Regions from separate parts of the Mus musculus genome. Here all the other regions are linked to region 3. A link is a contact called in public ChIA-PET and HiChIP or PLAC-seq data. All regions are on one chromosome and are shown on one strand. The core of a region is the stretch at or near the end of the contact, and the rest is flanking DNA. Distances in the headings are between cores, read along the strand shown.

What was found. ChIA-PET counts read pairs in DNA pulled down with a chosen protein or histone mark. HiChIP or PLAC-seq counts read pairs in DNA pulled down with a chosen protein or histone mark.
Region 1: a contact with region 3 is called in an RNA polymerase II ChIA-PET map of memory CD8 T cells, with 7 read pairs. The contact joins the enhancer-like site here to the promoter of Lmo2 in region 3. A contact is called at or near these places in 2 of 115 datasets of contacts at active chromatin or transcription factors (memory CD8 T cells and stem cell-derived neural progenitor cells) and 1 of 9 other capture datasets (adipose tissue).
Region 2: a contact with region 3 is called in an H3K4me3 HiChIP or PLAC-seq map of bone marrow-derived macrophages, with 3 times the contacts expected there. The contact joins the enhancer-like site here to the promoter of Lmo2 in region 3. A contact is called at or near these places in 5 of 115 datasets of contacts at active chromatin or transcription factors (bone marrow-derived macrophages, embryonic forebrain, embryonic midbrain and 2 more).

Annotation. Positions count from the first base shown.
Region 1 is chr2:103,681,150-103,683,849 of GRCm38.p6, forward strand. Abtb2 (ankyrin repeat and BTB (POZ) domain containing 2) reads left to right here. Exons shown (of 17, transcript NM_178890.3): 3 at 2,129-2,342. Among named protein-coding and RNA genes, the nearest start is that of Nat10, 79 kb to the right of the region's middle. Within about 2 kb of position 1,327, at least 128 of the 459 cell types and tissues checked have an H3K27ac peak or open chromatin away from gene starts, as enhancers often do. A contact at or near this core is called in adipose tissue, memory CD8 T cells and stem cell-derived neural progenitor cells, where this site is marked.
Region 2 is chr2:103,503,052-103,505,751 of GRCm38.p6, forward strand. No RefSeq gene overlaps it. Among named protein-coding and RNA genes, the nearest start is that of Cat, 19 kb to the left of the region's middle. Within about 2 kb of position 1,255, at least 8 of the 459 cell types and tissues checked have an H3K27ac peak or open chromatin away from gene starts, as enhancers often do. A contact at or near this core is called in bone marrow-derived macrophages, where this site is marked.
Region 3 is chr2:103,969,003-103,971,702 of GRCm38.p6, forward strand. It overlaps Lmo2 (LIM domain only 2), which reads left to right and starts at 1,285. Exons shown (of 3, transcript NM_008505.4): 1 at 1,285-1,710. The coding sequence starts at 1,460. The region is part of intron 1 of Gm38515 (a long non-coding RNA gene); the gene reads right to left.

The DNA.
Region 1 (2,700 bases), core at 77-2,576, 290 kb before region 3:
CACCCGCGCTGATGGCTTTCACCCTGTCCAGCTCTTGGAACAGTATCTCAGCACAGCATCTCTTCGATGCTATCTCAGACACTTTGATTTCTCTTTCTTGTAGTCCTGTGTTTCGCCAACTGTTATGACATTTAGACCAGAGAAAAGGGAGCCAGGTTTCGGCTTTCTGCCACCAACTCAGCTGGTACTGGCTGCTGGAAAAAGCACAGCCTCCTGCTGCTTTTGATGCCAGTTTCTGCCACCCAGGAGCCCTAGGGCAGGGCTGGGATCTGGCATTGCAGCACCAGATTCCTCTTGTCTTGGAAACTGTGGGGCAGTGTGTGGCTGTAGGTAGTGGTCCTGAGGACTTCAGGAGGCTCAGGAAGGATGGAGGGATGTTGATAACAGGATGTCAATGATGCTGGTGTTATCCTCAGCTTTAATAAATAAGGGTTGGTTCCAAAGCGGTTAAGTGTGTCTCAATTATTATTCCTTTGACTCCTCTAAATTGATTATGTGCTAGCATCTCCATTTCACAGACAAGGAAACTGAGGCTCTGACCATTATTTAAGGTACACAGACTAGAAGTAGCTGACCTTCGATCTGAAGCCACAGGTATTGGAGTCTGGAGTATCAGCTCTGATCAGGTTTCTCAGTGATGGTTTTTAAGGCTGAGTATTCAAGGCACCAAATGATTTTACATATTAAAGGTGTCAGATCCTGCCCCAGACTAATGAAATCAAAAGTCTGTGGACATGGGTCAGTATCGGGACCCCACTCTCACCAACACTTTTGGCCCTGGAATTGGCAAGAGTCCCCAGGCAACTAACTGTGATTTGGGGAATGAGAATCAGCAGGGAAGAGACAGTGTGCACCTTGGTTGGGGATAGTACCTGAAGGACTCTTTCTGGGTGGGGTGTTCCAGTTGTGGTCATTCGTCCCTGCTTGTAGCTAGTTGCTATCTGTGACTGTACTGGGAGAATTTGGCAGTCAATAGGCTTAAGTCAGTCCTTAGCTGTTGTAGTATATGAAAATGAAATGCGTGCACAGTACCACTTCCTCTACTCATCAGGCATTTCTGAGCAGCTTGTGTGAGGGAGACTCTGCAGGACTCTGGAACACAAGAAATACCGAATCAGACACCCATTAGCTGAGAGGTGGAAGCTGACTAGTTAAAGTAATGAATTGTCTCGCTGATTGAGTTACGTCATATGCACAGTTAGACCCTGATGCTTGCTGCTATTCTGTAGAGTTAGCTGAGTCCCTAAGGCTTCCTGTGGGTAGGGCCATCTGTGAGAGACTTCTGTGAGTTCGGGGCGGCTAGCCCACAGCAGAGACGCCCTGAGCTCTCAGGCTTGGAGAACACAAAGGCAGCGCTTGTTCTAGAACAGAGGCGCCTGCAGGTGCGTGGGGCGGTTTTAGACCATCCTTTCTCAGCATTGTGGCCTCACACAATGATGGCACATTTCCTGTCAGGGGCTGCTAGGATGTTGAAAAGACTAAGACAGAAACACAACACAGGATATGGGGCCCTGTGACCCCACAGATTCCAGTAAGGCAGGGTAGAGCCCTTATCACAGTGAAGTTCATGGGCTTTGGAGTCACCTAGCCGACAGCCCACATACTTCACTGCAGCTTCTTTGTGACCAGAACGCATGGAGTCAGGATATGTTCAGCAAATAAGTCTCAGTGCCTCTGACTTGACCCTTAGCGCTGTAAGGACTGAGTTGAGTTTATAATGAATTGTTGAGTGTCCAATGGATGGTGGCAGCCATTATCTTCCAAAGTCCCAGGGTTTGCACACGAGAGCATAAGGGAGACTCTCCACAGGGCCCGTGCTTTGGCTGGTTCCCATGGTCAGAGAACTGAGGGAAGGCCCCTAGGGCGGTGGAGAGAGTGGAGATGTTGAAAAGGAAACCACATTAGCATAAGTTCTGGAGGAAGACAGCCCTGCCAAGTGTTTGTAATTCAGCTGTTAAGGCAAGACTGGAAATGAAAGGGAAACCAAATTGCTATTGTGCATCTAGGTGACAGTCTCCTCCTCAGCCTGTGGACTCTGGGGTAAACAGTAATTACACTAAGTGAGGGAGCTGCTACCCTAGGAGAATGTGGGCTGGGAGCTCAGACTTGTCCTTTTCCCCCTTCCCAGGTGATCTGGTCTCTCGAGCCATGCACCACATGCAGGGCCGCCACCCCCTGTGCCCAGGCACCAGCCCTGCTCGCCAGGCCCGCCAGCCACCACAGCCCATCACGTGGTCCCCCGATGCTCTCCACACACTCTACTACTTCCTGAGGTGTCCACAGATGGAGTCCATGGAGAACCCCAACCTGGATCCCCCAAGAATGACTCTGAATAATGAACGGTAGGTATCATTTTTGCCTGGTCACCAAGTAGGAAATGCTCACAACACACATGTATCTTCTAACAGTGCAAGCAGCCTCCTGGAGCTGGCTGGCTGGTCTTAAAGGTGGCCTGGGTGCTCAGACAGATGAAGGCTCATGTGCAATATGATATTTCAAGTCCCATGTGTAATATATTTCTTTACCAGGGCAGATGTGTTATGGGGTCACCAAGGCTGGGAAGTGGGCTTTCGTCTCAGCCTGGAGTTGGTCAGCTTAGCGTGCACCAGCTAGATCAGCTCTTTGAAAGTTCAGTTTCCTCTACAAAACGAGACATCCTTGCAGCTCTGGAAAGGTGGCAGTGTGGTTGAGTGAGCACAC
Region 2 (2,700 bases), core at 5-2,504, 470 kb before region 3:
AATTATATGACATTTTAAAAAGATGGGAACACAAAGAAAGGGGGAACTGAGAAGAACTGCAGTGCCATCCAATTGTATTTTGACATTATAGGTTAAGCAAGAGAGTACCCATTAGAGACTGGGATGTATCTAGTGCACCTGGCTTCAAGGTCCTTAATTCATTCTCCTAGACATTAGGTCCAGATCTCAGAGTGATAGGGGGACAAAGGGATGGGTTAGCTGCATGTAGTTAATTAGGGACTAATAGGCAATTTGATTATATATTTTTATAGCTTATGCACCTTGGTTTAGATAACAATTTCTATATTCTTTACCAGTTAACAGACAATTAAGAAAACATTTGGAGAAGTTGGATAGGTGTTTGTTCCTAGGCCTGAAAACATGAACTTATTTGACGCTGCCAGTAAGATGGAAAAGTTGGCCCCTAACATGGCTGGACTTAGATAACTGTCTCGTTACAAGTTGTTCCTGAGATGACTGGACTCATACAACTGTTTACAGTAGAAGCTGCTCAGCTATAGGAAAGTCCCCAGCTTCCCCTAGGGCCTGGGACCTTAAATTTACTTTCTCCCTATGATTAAATCAAGTCTGAAAATGAAATGGTAGTACTTAGAATAATTTTCTTTTGTTTGTTCCCAACAGAATGAAATATAAAAATAAGATTAACCATGACACAATATAGCAAAGTTGTAGAAAAAAGGATATATCATTTAAAGAAGAAAAATCTAAAAGCTAACAAAATGCATAGATGCATGATTTAAAATATCCTAATGGCAGACTCCCCTTTTCAGCAGAATATTCTCAAAGACCATAGAGGTGTGTCTTCTAGCATTAAAGGGAGAGATCAACATGAGTTTTTATACCCAGCTAAACAGCACTGCCATAATAAAGCCATTTAAAAACTGATGGGTGCTTAATGAAAGAACAAGTTGGGGATGTACTTTAGCAAAAGAATGGGTCAGGGAAGAACCCACAAAGAGGAATGCAATAAACAGGAAATTAAGCCAATGAGAAAGACTTCAATAGGACTACTCAGACAGCTTGACATGTGTCCCCTAACAACCAGGAACATAGAGCAATAGCTGTCCAACTCTTAGGAGAACACTAATGCAATTTAGGGTAACATAGTAGAGACTATTGAAACACAACACACTTATCTTCCACATAAAACTGAAGAGCATTGGCCCTAGCAAATCTAGAGGAATTGAAAGCAATACCAAGGGAACAAGAATCACAGAAAAATCACCAGGGGTTCCTTAATGACTTCATGAAAGTGCTAGTGAGAAAGAGATTTATGCAGAGAATCTGGAACAATCTTATAATAGTTCTGGTCAAGAACTTTTCTATCCACAGTTTCTTTCCTTTCTCTTTATATTTCAAAGAAGGGTTCAGTAAGACTAACTACTAGGCAGATAAAGAGGATACTGGAAAGGAGAGAAGTAGATGATTATATATTTCCTCCCCAGAGTACACATTCTAGCCTGCAGAAGGCCCTAAGTGGAAGAAGAGAGAAAACACAATCACAAGGAACTGAACTTAGAACTTCATGTGACCACTGTTTATTTCATATCTGTCAGCATTGGCTACCTTCCAGTTTTCATCTAGAAGTAGGGAAGGGGCCATTGAGGAAGTTTAACAAGAGATAAAAATGAAGTTGCTTCTGATACACCAGTTACAAGAATTTCAAATCATACTAAAATTGTGACCAGAGATCTAAAATCAGCCAGTAGGCCCCATCCTTGTTTATGAACACCATCCACGTATCAATGAACCTTGATCAACTTACACCAGAGGAACTTCTCCCTTCTCCTTAACATCTCAATTCCCCCAAAGGGGAGGAAACTACTTTTCCCATCGTTCATCCTTGCTCTATTTTCCAGGATGAATAATGATGATCTAATCCACCTTCACTTCTCCATGGGGAGTATAATCTGCCTAGTGAGCCACATAAGGAAGTGATGCTTACAATGAATTTCCTCAGTTGGTTAGTAAGACCTCTGATCTTCATACAGAACAGCCTTGAGTCTACCCATGTTGAGCTTGAATAATTTCTTTGAATACTACCAGGTTTTTGCCACAGTCTTTTCTCCAATAAAAATAGTTTGATGACAATGTGATTCCTCATGTGACTTCATCCCAGATCGAATCTGGGTTTTGCTTAATCTTTTGTCAGTTTAGACAAGAAGATATTAGCATCTTCTAATAGCAAGAAAAATTTAGGCATACAGTATTCACATTCAAGATTTAGAACAAAAAATGTATCTACAAAAGGCATATTATACTCAGAATATGAAATACCTCCAGGTATTTCTCTCACTCACATATTTCAGATACCAGTTGCATGAGAGAAGTTTTCATCACAAATCAAGAAATTCTTCAGCAGACATTAGTTTAGATGTCTTACATTCTAAGTCACTTCTTACACTGTGTACCTGCAGATACAATCAGAGATCATGGGCTAGGAGCTCCATCCTTCAGCACTGCCCTCTTTTCACATGACAACTATGAGTAACCAGCTCTAAGTTGCTACTACCTCCTCAGGTCTGACTCCTCAGGTCTTATCTGCTGAGTGGCTCACATAACCCTGGGAAACCCTTACAGTGTGGACTGGTTAAAAGGATTACAGAAAAGACAAATCAAGAACCAGATGGAGGAGTTGAAAGCACCAAGGTTTGCTCTGTCACTTGAGTAAAGGCTACT
Region 3 (2,700 bases), core at 35-2,534:
AATGCCTATGTCTTTGATCCGGGCTGTTCTTACTAAACAATGGATTCTGAGAGCACTCGGGACTTTCCTCTTTACAAACCTGAAGACTGTCATCATCATAAGCTAACGGGCCTTGAACGATCATTTCTGGACTCAGTTTCAAGGAACTCAAGGCCCAGGGGGACCTAGGTTTTTCTCCTGAAAAGTAGCTAGCTGGAATCCATCTCTTCCCTTCTGTATTTCTTTCTCCTTCTAGAACTTGTCTTCAAGCTTGAAGGAGAAACCTGCCCTTTTCTTTGTTTTATATAAGACAAAATAATAGTAAGTAATAACTGAAAGTCTTTTTATCGGGAAGGAACTTCCTCCGGTCCAAGCAAGTATTGCTGCTGATACTTTACAGAGAGGGCCAGCCTCACCGCTGGAGTTCGCTCTTTGAAAGAGGCTAGGGGAGGGAATTCTGCCGCCAGCAGATGGAGAGGAGACCCGGACAACGTGGTCCCTCCCAGACACCCTCCCTGCGGGATTAGCTGCCCCCAGCTCTGCTCAGGCGCACCTAGCGCGTGAGGTTCCTGGTCACACAGCTTGCGCCCCTCTCTGGAGAGCAGTCGCAGCTACTAGCTTGCCGCCAGCAGAGCCGCACTGTCTCGGGCATCGCAGAGCACCACGACTGTGGACTTGGGACCTCGAACCCGAGACGAGCGCGCGCTAGCCAGCCATTAGCAACGCTTGCATTTCTGCAGGTGCTTATTTCACATTCTTGTCTTTTCTTTCCTGCTGGAACGGGCGAGTGGTTACTTTCAGCCTGAGGCCAAAGGGAAAGGCAGAAGAAGGGGAACTCTGAAAAAGACAGTTTAGTGGCAGCGGGATTCTTGCCCCAGGAGAGGGGCTCAGGGGAGACTCTCGGTCTCTGCCGCGGGCCCTTTTAAGAAGCCAAGTCAGGGCTGCCGCTGTCGCCGTTGCTGCTGCTGCCGCTGCCGCCGCCGCCGCCGCCGCCGCCGCTATTTGGATTGCTAATCCCCAGGAGCCCCGTTTAAAAAAAAAAAAAAAAAGGAAGAAAAAAAGGGGGGAGGGGGCGGGCAGCTGTCTCTTTAAATGTGATTTCCTTCTATTGTATTTGAATCGTGATCAGGAAAAAGGAAATGAAACCAGAGACAGAGGGAAGCTGAGCGAAAATAGACCTTCGCGAGAGAGGAGGGAGCCTGGGGAGAGCCGCGCGGTCAGCTCCCCGCCCCCAGGCCGCCGCCCCCTCACTGCCCCCGGCGCCCCGACCCCGGCGAAGGTGCGAGGGGCTCGGGGCGACCGGGCGGAGCCGGCTACTGCGCGCGATCGGGACCGGGCGGCGGCGGCGGCGGCTGTGGTGACGGCAGCGGGACCGGGATGGAAGGTTAAGTCCTGAGCAGCGGCAGCTGTCGCAGCCACCGGAGGGAGGCCGGGCTGCTCCCCGGCCCCCTGCCTTGGCCGCCGCGCGCCGGGCAGCTGGATGATTCGCTCTCTCTCTTTGGCGTTTGAAGGGAGCGCGGTGACTGTCCTTGAGCGTGGAGGGGCGAGCTCGCCAGCGGAGCGACCGAGCAAGAGGAGGCGCAGGAGCGGCGGCGCCCGAGCACCCGAGGGGGTCCGAGTCCAGGCAGCTAGCCAGCCACGCGCCACAAAGGGAGCGCCCCCGCCGCCCGGCACGCCGCCCCCCTCCCCAATGTCCTCGGCCATCGAAAGGAAGAGCCTGGACCCGTCTGAGTAAGTGTGGCGCTTCTGTTCCGGCACCCCAAACAGGGTCCCAGGCTAGGCGCGAGGGGCTGACTCCAGGTGCGCGCCCGCAGCGTGCCCTTGATCCCTCCGTCTCCCAGGGGTTCTCTTTCCTCGCGGGTGACTCTGGAAACACCGAGAGGGACTGGGCGGCGGAAGCTGTAACTGGGATCGACCCTGCGGACCGCTCCGGGCTATCTGGAAAGCTCCCCAAACCTTTACCAGGGCCAGAAAGTTTGCCCAGGAGCTGGCACCCGGAGCTCTGAGGCACAGGTGCAGGGCAGGGAGAGTGGAGGACAAGATTCTGCCTTCTCCCTTTTCGTCCCACCCTCTCCAGGTTCCCTTCCTTTTTGTCCATTTGGCCTTGGAAAGGGGGGCATCCCAACTAGAACATCCCGGGGTCTCCGACGTCGACTCTCCTACCAGGCCCGGAGTAGAGCGGACAGTTGATGAGGTCCGCTTGTCCACCTGGGAACTGGTTCTGGCCTCCAGAGACTTCTAGAATTGCTAATCTGTCGTTCCTCCCGGTACATGTTCGCCCCTCCCCTGAGTTTCCTAGTGCGGGCATGTGAACCTCGAAAGTTAGTGCACATTTTTTTTTCTGTCTAGTATGTTTTTCTAGGGAGCAGAATCTCATCGAACTCTCAGAAGGGCTGTGTGTGTGTGTGTCAGCGAACCAGAGCTTTAATGAGCATGTACTGTCTAGTGCTCTGAGCTTTGCGCTGGTTTGCAAAGAACAGCCCCCCCTCCCTTCCCCATTCCACAGCCTGTACCCTCCTAGCCCATTCTCTAGCCTTAACAAGGGGAGCCAGGAACGAAGGTATCGGTTTTTTTTTTTCCACGTCCACACAAATGCCCTTTTAAGAGTCATTAGCTGTCTGGTTTTGAGTTTTTATTCCTTTGAAGTCCTCATCTAATCCTTTGAAGGGATTTGTTAACACAAGACCAAAGGCACTGCTAATGACTTGTCCGTTTGGGCTT